Regions from separate parts of the Sus scrofa genome. Here all the other regions are linked to region 1. The links are chromatin contacts, called in public Hi-C maps. All regions are on one chromosome and are shown on one strand. The core of a region is the stretch at or near the end of the contact, and the rest is flanking DNA. Distances in the headings are between cores, read along the strand shown. Region 1 holds the start of DCAF11 (DDB1- and CUL4-associated factor 11). Region 2 holds the start of ADCY4 (adenylate cyclase type 4). Region 3 holds the start of CIDEB (cell death-inducing DFFA-like effector b).

Evidence for each region. Hi-C and Micro-C count contacts between places; a contact is called where the count stands out from the background.
Region 2: a Hi-C map of liver shows a contact between it and region 1, with 2.5 times the contacts expected there. The contact joins the promoter of ADCY4 here to the promoter of DCAF11 in region 1. A contact is called at or near these places in 1 of 47 Hi-C or Micro-C datasets (liver) and 2 of 2 datasets of contacts at active chromatin or transcription factors (alveolar macrophages and skeletal muscle).
Region 3: a Hi-C map of liver shows a contact between it and region 1, with 4 times the contacts expected there. The contact joins the promoter of CIDEB here to the promoter of DCAF11 in region 1. A contact is called at or near these places in 1 of 5 promoter capture datasets (liver), 2 of 47 Hi-C or Micro-C datasets (heart right ventricle and liver) and 1 of 2 datasets of contacts at active chromatin or transcription factors (alveolar macrophages).

The regions. Positions count from the first base shown.
Region 1 is chr7:75,179,429-75,183,091 of Sscrofa11.1, reverse strand. It overlaps DCAF11 (DDB1- and CUL4-associated factor 11), which reads left to right and starts at 1,955. Exons shown (of 15, transcript XM_001928359.5): 1 at 1,955-2,554; 2 at 2,657-3,024. The coding sequence starts at 2,870.
Region 2 is chr7:74,953,420-74,957,082 of Sscrofa11.1, reverse strand. It overlaps ADCY4 (adenylate cyclase type 4), which reads right to left and starts at 1,673. Exons shown (of 27, transcript XM_001927556.7): 1 at 757-1,673; 2 at 254-457. The coding sequence starts at 412. RIPK3 (receptor-interacting serine/threonine-protein kinase 3) reads right to left here. Exons shown (of 10, transcript XM_001927424.4): 7 at 3,484-3,569; 8 at 2,894-3,256; 9 at 2,700-2,760; 10 at 1,828-2,166. The coding sequence ends at 2,027.
Region 3 is chr7:74,981,276-74,984,938 of Sscrofa11.1, reverse strand. It overlaps CIDEB (cell death-inducing DFFA-like effector b), which reads right to left and starts at 1,998. Exons shown (of 5, transcript NM_001112688.1): 1 at 1,900-1,998; 2 at 1,244-1,388; 3 at 242-391; 4 at 1-9. The coding sequence starts at 1,940. LTB4R2 (leukotriene B4 receptor 2) reads left to right here and starts at 1,128. Exons shown (of 4, transcript XM_021099204.1): 1 at 1,128-1,391; 2 at 2,779-3,026.

The sequences.
Region 1 (3,663 bases), core at 706-3,205:
CTCCATATGCCATGGGTGGGGCCCCAACAATATAAATAAAAATAAAATCCATTATTGAGATTTTAACAAAAGTCTTTGTTTTCTATGTACCTCTGGTGGTCAAACTGTGTTAACCATAATTCTTTGTTCATGCTGTATCTTTTTTTTTTTCTTTTGTCTTTTTAGGGCTGCACCCGTGGCATATGGAGGTTCCCAGGCTAGGGGTCAAATCAGAGCTGTAGCTACCAGCCTACACCACAGCCACAGCAACAAGGATCCCAGCCACCTCTGTGACCTACACCACAGCTCATGGCAATGCCAGGGATCGAACCTGCTTCCTCATACTAGTCAGTTTCTTTTCTGCTGGGCCAGGATGGGAACTCCCACGCTGTATTTTTGTAATTAGTTCATGAAAGGCCTTCTCCATTTTATTATTTGTTTAATGATATGAGCCTATTTTTATATTTTTAAATGCAAAACTGAAACCATATTGTTTTTGCATCCACCACATATCAGCAGATCTACCACCTTTTTTAAGCCTAAAAAATGTAATTTGCACAATTTCCCAAGGCATGAAAATAGAAGACTACGTCATTTTTAATGGCTACCTGGTATTTCTGTGTCTACCATATGAACCATAATTTATTTAACCTGTAGCAGTGCGTTTGGATCTTTTGTTTCCAGTGTCTTACTACGGTCAATAATTGCTCTGTGGGGAGTTCCCTGTCATGGCGCAGCGGAAACTAATCCAACTAGAATCCAGGAGGACGCCTGTTAGATCCCTGGCCTCACTCAGTGGGGTAAAGGATCCGGCGTTGCTGTGACTGTGGTGTAGGCCGGCAGCTGTAGCTCCAATTTAACCCCTGGCCTGGGAACCTTCATATGTCGGGGGGGGGGGGCGGCCCAAAGAGCAGAAGAAAAAAAAAAAAGAATTTCAAAGTGTGATAACAGAACATTAAACCAAGCGTGGGTTCTGTACAGGTCGCACACCCATGAAGCTGGCCCTGGTGACCAGAGATAATAAGCTAGCTCTGATCTAGCGATCTAGAAACCAAGGGGTATCACCAGAAGGATAACCACACCCTCGCCTACCCAGGGAGAGTGAGCCCCAGGAGAGCCCAAATTAAAGCCCGCCTCCCTCATCCCTCCTGCCCTCAGGAGGCTCTGGGCAGCACTTTTAATTAAGCGTCCCGGCTGGGGGCACTGAGAGGCAGCTTGGACCCCGGGCCTAGGCGCCCAGCACGGTCAATCGACCCACAACCCCCCAGCCTGGGCGAGGATCCCTAGGTACACAAGTCTCGTCCTTGAACTCTGCCGAGTTACTCATAAACCCGGAGGAAGGGGTAGGAGGGGGTAGGAGGCGCCGCGCGTGCACACCCTGGTCCTGCGCAGAGGCGCCCCAAGGACAGAGGGTCTAAGGAAAGTCTTCGAATCCTCCCAGGGTTAGGGTTAGGGTTAGAATCAGAGGCGAACTGACCATAATGAAAGGTCAGTGAGGACCCGCGGATGCACTAGGGAGCGTCTACAAAGACTGCGAAGCCAGGGGTCATCTAAAAAGTTGCCTGAGTGACTAACGGAAGGTCTAGAAAGGGCGGTCCCCAAGAGAACAAGGCTTCCGGAAGCTACGCCCGGAAGGGAGGGTGTGAAGGCCTAGGTGCATCTGTGACGCGAACGCATTCCCAAAAGAGCCGCGCACCGCTTAGGACCGGACCGGCTGAAGCTGCAGCCTGAGAAAAAAAGCAGTGCTAGAGAGCGAAGTGGGGGCGGGGGAGGGGGTCGTGCCTAGGGGAGGAAAGAGAGGCCCCTTAGAGATCCTCTGAAAAGTGCGAAGCTAAATGTTGTTAAGGGACTGACAGCAAATTATTTCCCTTGTTAAGACACCTCTGGGCAGCGAATCACAAACTTCTTTTGTAAGCCCCGCCCCTCGCCCATGAGGTCTAGTTCCGTTGTTTCTGATTCAAGAAGCAGCCAGTTCCGCACTTAACGCCTCCCAACCAGAAGCGACCGCTCCTCCTGGATCGCGCGCTTTCCCCTCCCCTAGCACTCATCACACACTTTCTCCCGCCCATCTGTCAATCACCGCTCTCAGCTGTCCAGTGAGCGGGCCAAGGGGGCGGGGCCGTCAGGGGCGTCGCGTGACGTTGCAGTCCGCCGGCGGCAGAGCCTGGAGATGCGTGACGAAGGAAGCGCGTGACGAAGGAGCTGTTGGCCGACGCCGGAGGGCAGTCGGTGTAAACAAGGCCTTGCGCCGCTGCGGGTCCTGAGACCTCTCCTGGCTGGTGGGTGGTCTCTCGCAGGCCTACCCCCCTTAGCTTACACATCCCTGGCACACCACGTGGGCGTGAGGCGAGGAAGGAGGGGGTTAAGTGGAGTTTTAACTTCATTGGTTGTCGCTGCCGCCGGCTTTTGGGAGGGAGTGTGCTGATTGGCCGGTAAGGGGGGCGTCGGGGGGTCCTAAGGCTTCTGATTGGTTAGATGGGATAAGCTAATGAGGCGCTTTCTTCTGCGAGGGTTTTTGATTGGTCGGCCTGAGAGGTTACCTGGGAATCCACCCCACCCTCAGGGACTTTGATAGGTGAGTTTGAGGTAGAAAACTGAGAAATTCCTCTTCAAAGGATTCTTACTGGTGAGCTAAGGTCACGCCCTAGACTTCACTCTGTTTTTTTTTGCTTCACAGGATTGGGAAAGGTTTGTGTTCCCGAAGCTTTGGGAGTTGTTACAGGCCAAGGAGAAGGGTTCTCAGTCCCTAAGAAGTGTAGCCTTCCTAGTTATAGCTACCGCCGTACCTCAGGAGACCCTGGTATTTCTAGAGCAGGGTTTGCTTTCATCAAACCCAAGGAGGTGACAGGAGGAGTCCCTGCACAGGACTTAAGGATGCTGTGACCAGAAGATGGGATCACGGAACAGCAGCAGTGCAGGAACTGGGTCCGGAGACCCCTCCGAGGGCTTGCCCCGAAGAGGGGCTGGCCTGCGTCGGAGTGAGGAAGAGGAAGAGGAGGATGAAGATGTGGATCTGGCCCAGGTACTGGCCTATCTCCTACGCAGGTAACTTACCCTCTGGTGTGTCCCCACCAGGCGCCACCACAGTCCCTTGATCCCAGCTCCAATCAGGGAAGTTACAGATAATAGGAAGTGGGATTATCCCAGGACTACCTTTCTGTTTGAGCAGAACATCCCTCCCTGCTGGACACTCAGGGCACTCAGCTTCATACCCAGTAAGAGTGGGTTTTGCCTAGGGAGGGTCAGCTAGATGACTTGCTCTTATGTTTGAGGGAACTGTTCAGGGGAGTCTTTTTAGTTATGACTACACAAATGTAGATTATTTTTCACGTAAATAAGAAATGGGGGGGGCGGTTGCCTGGTGGAAAAGGAATGATGTGAGGGTTGAAAAGTGCTGGGAAGGTGGGTATTGAACTTTAGTGAAGTTATTGACACATGATATGAGGCCATGTGGATTTACTGGAAAAACAAGTTTAAATTAACTCTAATCCTGTTTTTGAGGAAAGATTGCTTTGAGGGAAGTGACCACCAGGAATTGACTGGAAAGGGGTGCAACTGGCTTTGGTTCTTAGCTATGGCTTCTTGGGGAGAAAAAAACCTTGGGAGTCCCTTCAGAACACCATGTTCTATGCTGAACTCCTTGGGCAGAGGCTTGGAAGGAAATGCTCTCAATTTTTAGCTCTC
Region 2 (3,663 bases), core at 424-2,923, 230 kb after region 1:
GAAATCAGAAGCATCGAGGATTCAGCTACCTCCCTGTGTAAACCCAGAGACTGTGGCCCAGAGAGTGACTTGCGCAGGGTCACTGCACAGTTCCTAGCAAGGTCCAGCATTTGTTTCCTGGGTCCCAGCAAAGAGAGCACATCAAAAAGAAGATGCCACAAGTCTCATCCCCAAAAATGTCCTCTAAGCAGTAACCCTCCAGCCGCCCCAGGGGAGGCACCCCACACCAAAATCCTCGTCCCCCTCTGCTCACCCTGCCACTGGCCCAGGCAACAGCGAGCAGTGCCAGGAGCCCGAAGAGCACGATCACCAGCAGCAGTAGCAGCAGCGGGTACTGCTGGCTCAGGCTGTAGTAGGTCTCGTAGAAGAGGTCTTCGCTGGGGGGCGGCCGGGGACTGAAGAGGCGGGCCATGGTCTCCCCAGCTCAGTGCTGCACGGCCTGGGGGTGGACCCCGGGCTGGGGAGGGCCAAAGTGGGTTATTGTCTGGCCCCTGCCAGCCTCAACTGTGCCCTTCTCACCGGGTCCAAGCCACTTCCACCCAGACCGCATGGCCTCGCAGCAATCCCATCTTCCAGGCACTCCCCGTGGCCTCCCTGCCCGTCTCCCAGTCCGAGGGGAGGGGAGTGCCCAATCCTTCACCCCTCCTCCCTCAAACCCAGACCGCAGAGGTGCCCTAGCAAAAGCCTCAGCACCAGGGGCAGGGGAGTTGGGGTGGAAGCAAAGGAGCCCCAGGTTCCCTCTTTCCCTCAACTCACTGCCCACGATGCTGCCGCAGCTGAACGGACTAACCCCAGGGCAGGTTCTGGAGTCACGCCTGTCTCTGGGCTGGTAGCTCTGAGCCCTGGGCCACAGGCGCTTCCCTCCCGGCGCCTCAGCCCCCTCCCACTTCCCTGATGGGACAGCCCGGCCCTTCCTGTGCCCTAGCCAGACTCCACAGGCCTCCTCCCCCAGTCTGATTGTCTCTCCCAGCACCAGGGCCTCCTCCCATCAACCCCTTCAAGGAATGAGAATGCAGACCATGGGGGTGCTGGGCCAGTATCAAAATGGACTCAGAACCTTGGATGTGGGGAGACTGAGGGAGGGCTGGAAGGAAGACTGGCAAAAATGCAGGGAAGAAGCACATGGTGCTGTATGGGAGCTAAAGTCTAGGTCAAGATGAGAGGGCTGCTCATTCCCTGCCCCTCCAGACTGGGTGGCAGTGCTGTGGCCCCATCTGACCGGTCCATGCTCCAGTGATGTCCAACTCCAAGGGAGGGGTGTGTGTGTAGCTTTGTGGAGCCATTGCTCTCCACTCCTAGACACCAGCAGGGAATCAAAGGGTTCTGAGGCCTCCGTGTTACAGCAATGTGTGCGTGGGTGTACCTGGGGGAGGGAGTGGTAATATGGAGGCTGACCTGTGAGAGACTAGGGGCATCGTGCAGGGCAAAGATGTGCTGGGGACTGCGAGTTCCCATGGAGAACCCCCTCCCCAGGACCCCACTGCCAAGCCTCCATAGCCCACAAGAAAAGGTGGGTGGCTGGGCCACAGCCTCTACATCCAGGGTTTGGTTTGGGGTGGGGTCTTGACCTGCCCTACAGGAAATGCTTTGCCCTGAGATTAGAGCAGCCCCAGGAGATAGGCCTCCAGGATTCCTTCCTGCCACCGGCTGGGCCTTGACCTTGTGTGCCACAACATTGCCCATTCCCAGCATCCTGCTTCCGGTTGGTTGTGGTCCGTGGTTGTGGTTGAAGGGCAGTACCTCCCACTCCCTCGATGTCAGCTCCCCGGTCTCTCATCCATGTCCCTTTCCCTCCCCTGGCTGAAGCTTTAGCCTCCTGTACAGTGCTTGGGCTAAAATTCCACCAAGTTTATTGAGTCCTGGGGGAACAAAGACAGTTCGGGTACAGGCCTAATGACCCTCAGAGAATGCTGGGTTTTCCAGAAGGCAGTTCAGAAGCTGCTTTGATACTGCTATCATGATACCAGCCCTGTGGCCCACTCCAGGCTTCCGTTTCTTGCAGTCCTTCTTTCTAGTTGTTTGAAAGCTACTTGTGCTGGGGGCCCTTCTTCATGCCCCAAGGTACCGGGCCCCGCGTGGATGAGGCAGTTCTTCCTTTTATAACCATGTAGTTGCTGTTTCCAATCTGCACCCCTTGGTTGTAAAGTAACTGAGAAGACCATGGCCCTTTAAGAGAAACAGTGATGCTCGAGGGAGGGTTAAAGGGTACAGATCTGAGAGTCTAAGCGAGGAGGAGCGGCAGGGTGGGGGGCAGCGGCACCTTGTGTTCACCCTGGGGAAATGCAAGTAGGCAGTCTCTGGGCCTGCCCACGACTGTGTCAAGGAGTGCCTTGGGTCTTCCCTTTCGGGTTTCAGAATTGGGTTTGCAGAAGCTCAAGAGGAGTGGCAACGAACATCTGAGACGCTGACATTTGGGTCTTTTCTGCTGGGTGGCCCTCTGGGCCTACATAGCAGCAATGGAATTTAGAGGTTCACAGAGCTGGAAAGTCAGAAGGCTCAGGGGCAAATCCAGGCTTTGCTGTGTGACCTAAGTGGGACCCAATCCCAGTTTCTTCATTTATAAGATGAGAAAGTTGGGGTAGGTGACCTCTAGCCCTTTCTCATCCCCCTCCCCAAGTACCCTGGATCTATATTTGATCTTGAGGAAGAAGCTGGTGGAAGAATTGAGCAGAGGAAAGGAGGGAATGGGGAATGGGTACCTGATATTGGATTTGGCCCTGGTGCCATGGGAGACCAGTTGGTGCCACGTCTTTCAGGCCCCTACAGACAACACAGTGCCATCAGGCTCCCTGTCCCTGGGCCTGTTCCCCTACTGCAGCCCCAAGTTTTCCCTGGCAAGGGGACAGGATTCACAGGAGTCCTAGTGCATCCTTGAGTCCTGCCAAGGTCTCACCTGATTCTCTTGGGGTCCAGGGCCTGGGGGCCAAGCTGAGGTGTGGCTGGGCTTCTGGCTCATGAAAGGTAAGGTCTCTGGGGTTTGAGGAGGTTGGGCTGTTGAATCTGAAGGTATCTCTGCTGTCCAGGTAGGCTGAACCTGCTCTTTCTGGGCCCTGATCCTCTCAGGAGGGTTTGTACATTTTTCAGGAACAGAGCTGGGGTACTCCTCCAGGTTCAGGCTGTTCATCATTTCAGAGACCACAGAATCATGGCTTCCTGTGCTCCCCCTAAGGCCATCCATTTCTGGACTTTCCAGGCCTGGCTCACGGACAGACAACAAGCTGCTGCTGCTCTTGTGCTCAGACAAGAACTCCTTCACCTGTAAGGATGGAGAGCTGGTTGGGCATGGAGGTGGGAGAGCCAGGGTTAACCCAAGGGAGGAGCCTCTTGGCCCATGTCCATTGCCTGGGAACTCAGGGATGGGTTGGGGGGAGTGGGCATGAGAGTCAAGGCTTAGAGAACAACAGTCAGCGGGGAGTCATTGGGTGGCCAAGGAAGCCATGCTGTGCCTTCCCTGCCCAGCTCCTAGGGGTGCTAGACACTCACTGTGGAGACCGCGGCATTCATCTTCTTACAAGTTACATCTTGTTTCATTACCAGATCGAGGGCTCCCTGGGTGTTGGGTCGGCAGTCTGGAGAGAAGGCAGAATGGGTGGTGGGTGAGCATAGCTTCATTATCAGGGAAGAGCCCCCTGCGGACAGACCCAGGCCTACCTCAGCTGCCAA
Region 3 (3,663 bases), core at 749-3,248, 200 kb after region 1:
CACCCCACTCTGTTGCCAAAGCAGGGCAACGGACCCTCACATACTGACACCCACCACTAATCCCATCAGCACTGGGACAGACCCACCCTTGCCTGGACTGTTCATCTACTAGACAGAGTCCTTGACAACTCCTCACCTCTCCCATGCCCCTGCCCCCAAGATCAGGGTTAGGCGAGAGAAGAGCCTTGGAAGAGATATAAAGGGTCAGTGGCCTGGAGCAGCCCCAGTGAGGGTCTCTCACCTTCCTGGGCCTCCATTTCTGTCCCAACTCCAGCACCATCAGGCATGTGTCATCCTCCAACAGCTGGAAGAAGTCCTCGCTCTCCACCATGGTCCCGTCCTCCTCAAGCACCAGTGTTAACACTCCATTCAGCATCAGAGTCCCCAGCGCCTACCCGGAGGCCAGAAGGAGGAAGGAAGGGGCAGAGCTTTTCCCACGCCCCTCCCCTGTCCAGCTGCCCAGCACCCAACTCTCCTTCCTGGTGCTTTGCCATCCCTTCAAATGGTTCCAGCTCATGGTGTTCTTTAGTTGTTGGGGGTTGCTCACCCAGGGCTGTCCTTTTCCTGTTAGTTCCTGCTTTGCTCCTACCACGTCACTGTCATCTCTCCCAGCTTCCCTCCACGCCATGCCTACTGGTTTGGAATTGAAAAGCCAGCCAGTTTCTCTTGAATGGTTATAGGCATTATGCTGAAGGGGCTTGTCACAATGGAGTCTTATCTCTAGTGTCCCACCTTCCTCTCCCTAACCCTCACAGAGTTCTCCAGAACTCTTTCTGGAAAGATCTTTTTGAATCTCCACTAGTGTCAAATATCTGTGTATCAACAGCCCTAGGGGGGTAGTTGTATTATTGTTCCCTTTTTACAGATGAAGAAACTGAAGTTTTGATATGTTGAAAAACTTCCCAGGGTTTGACTCAAGGAAGCCACAGATTCAGGGTTTTGAATTTGATACAAATTGCCATTCCATACCGAGTTCTAAAATCCATCCCTCCAACTCTCCCTACTCCTTCCCCATCCCCAAAGAAAAGCCTGTTCCAAAAAAAAAAAAAAACAAAACAAAAAAAAGGCGAAGTGACCCAAACAGCAGAAACCATTGGGTTCACACCCCTGCTTTTAGCCCTCAGAGGGAGGGGCAGCCCTGTCAGCCCTTTCTGTTCCTTTTTGTTCTTTATCTCAGGCTCTCGTTCTTCATCAGCCCCTTGGCTGTCCCTGCATTTGGAACCCAGGGACTTGGCTCACTTGCCTTGTCTAGCAGTTCCTGGCGGGTGGCGGCTGTCAGGCCTTTCCGGGTGGTCCGCTTGTGATCACAGATACGGAAAGGTCGCTGGGGTGGTGGAGTGGAGGTCCAGACCTTACGGCCTAAGTCGGAGCTCATGTTGGATACTGACCTGGTAGGTGAGAAGAACGATCAAGGAGGAGTGAGGGGTTCAGTGAGTGTGGTGGGTTGATGGGGGTGGGGTAACTGGAGAGTTAGGAAGGTTGGGAGGGAGGGATCTAGATTTGCAGATTAAAGTAGCCTAGGGGAGTCCCCACTATGGCACAATGGGATCGATGATCAGCCTCTTGGGAGCTGGGATGCAGTTTCATCCTTCCCTGGCACAGTGGGTTAAGGATCCCTCAGTTGCCACAGCTGCGGTTTGGGTCTCAACCTTGACTCAGATCTAATCCCTAGTCTGGACGCTCCAGGGTGGCCAAAAAAAAAAAAAAAAAAAAGTATCCCAGGGAGAGAACTTGGAGTTGGGGTAGGGGTTGGTTCAGGAGCTGGACAGACCTTTTGCTGCAAGTGGGGGCAGGAAGGGGAAGGGGTACAAATTCCAGAGCTTCCTGGGGGCTGAGTGGAGTGTTGTGGCCCTGCCCGTATCCCTAGAGATGGAGAGTGAGAGGAGGGTTATAAATCACCTGAGCAGGCCGCTGGGGTTCAGGGCAGAGAGGTACTCCATGGTGGAGGGAAGGAGCCTAAGAGTGGCCCGTCCTGGGAGTTCTGGGCTGGGTGGTTCTGCACTGGTTGGAGCTGAGCGCTGGCGTTTTCTGTTACAGACCCGGGATTTCAGCCCCGGTGAGGTGGGGGATGAGTCAGTCAAGCCCGGACTCTGCCCCCACACCTGGCCAGTAAGAAGGGCAAAGTCCAAGGGGAGGGAGGAGGGGAAGGGCCGAGATCTGGCCCAGAGGGGCCTGGGAAAAGCCATGGAAGTTTGTGTGTGTCACTAGTGGTAGTGTGTGATGTGAGGGTTAAATGGGAACTATTCGAGAGGATGGATTGTGATCTCTGGTGTTTTTCTTTATATGGAGGGAATTTCTAGGGACAGTTTCTAGTTCCCAACCTGTGAAAGCTGCACTGGAGATTTGCTCTGTACGTGCTGCCACCTACTGAAAAAGCCATGAACTGCAACATCAGGAAAAGGGAGTCCCAGCAGAGGATGGGCGGGGCTTGGAGAAAATAGGTGAGGCAGTGCACCTGGGTGGGGTGTGAGGGGAAGATGAGTCCTGATCCATGGATCCAGAATTACTAGGATCCTATCTGGGACCCTGGCCTTCCTACTTTCCTGCTCTTCCCGCTGTGGTCTAGGGGAGGGGCTGGCTTTCAACATTTCTCTGGCTTCATTCTCCAGAACTGCCTGCTTCAGCCATGCTGGATTAGTCGTTCTCCCACCTTTTTCCTTTGGCCCCTTAATAGGCATGAAGGAAGTGTGGATGGGGGGGGGCGGGGAGAGGGGTTGCATCCTTTGATGGCGTCAGGACTTCAGCTTTCGGTATCCCATGCCCCATCTCTGATTTCAGCTGCAGTTGTGATGAACAGTTGTGTGGAAGCTCATACTCTCACTGTCAGTGAACAGCTCCCATGAGCATAAGTCTCTCTGCTTTCCTGCCGAGGAGCCTTGTCTGAAGCCATGGCAGCTCAAGTCCCCTGACAAGTACAGGCTGCAAGTATACAAGTGTATAAGGGCATTAATGCCTCTAGGATAAACCTCAAACAGTGGGGAATGCAAGCTGGGCATGAATGCCTCCATCTTCCGTCTTTCTAGAAGGTATGCTGTGCACTCAGAGGTTCCTGATGCCCACTAAAGGAACTCAATAACATGCTCTCATTGGCTTTCCTCTTCCTTCTCTTCCCCTGTTCCCTCACTTCTGCTTCCCGAGAGCTGACCTTCCAAAAATAGGATTACCTGTACCCACGCCCTCAACTCAGGCTCTGCTTTGGAGGAAACTCAAACTGAGACAAGACTCCCAAAGAGGCCCCGTTTGGCTTTTGACAAAAAGGCTGGAGCCTTTTTTCCCCTTCCCTCAATTTTATCAATCTACCAAATTTATTTATTTCCAAGTTTTGCCAGGCCTCTCTACCCGGAGAAGTCTTCTTTTCAGTATATCTCAACACTTCACCCTTTCCTTTTTCCTTGCTTTGTATCCTGGTGCAGCCCAGCAGTGTGGCCTCTTCATGGTTGTGTGTTAGGACCCCTCAACCAGGTTATAAACCCCTCATACCCCCATGCATCCACCATTCCCTCTCCCCTGGATTTAACCCCATGCTTTACACTGAAGGCTTTCACTGACAGCCCCCTGAGAGTTGTGAGGGCAGAATGACTGGGGCAGGGCCCAAGACAAGAGGAGTGCGTAGAAAGCTGAGGATAAAGGGGGGTAAGCAGGCTCAGGAGTCTGAAAACAGGC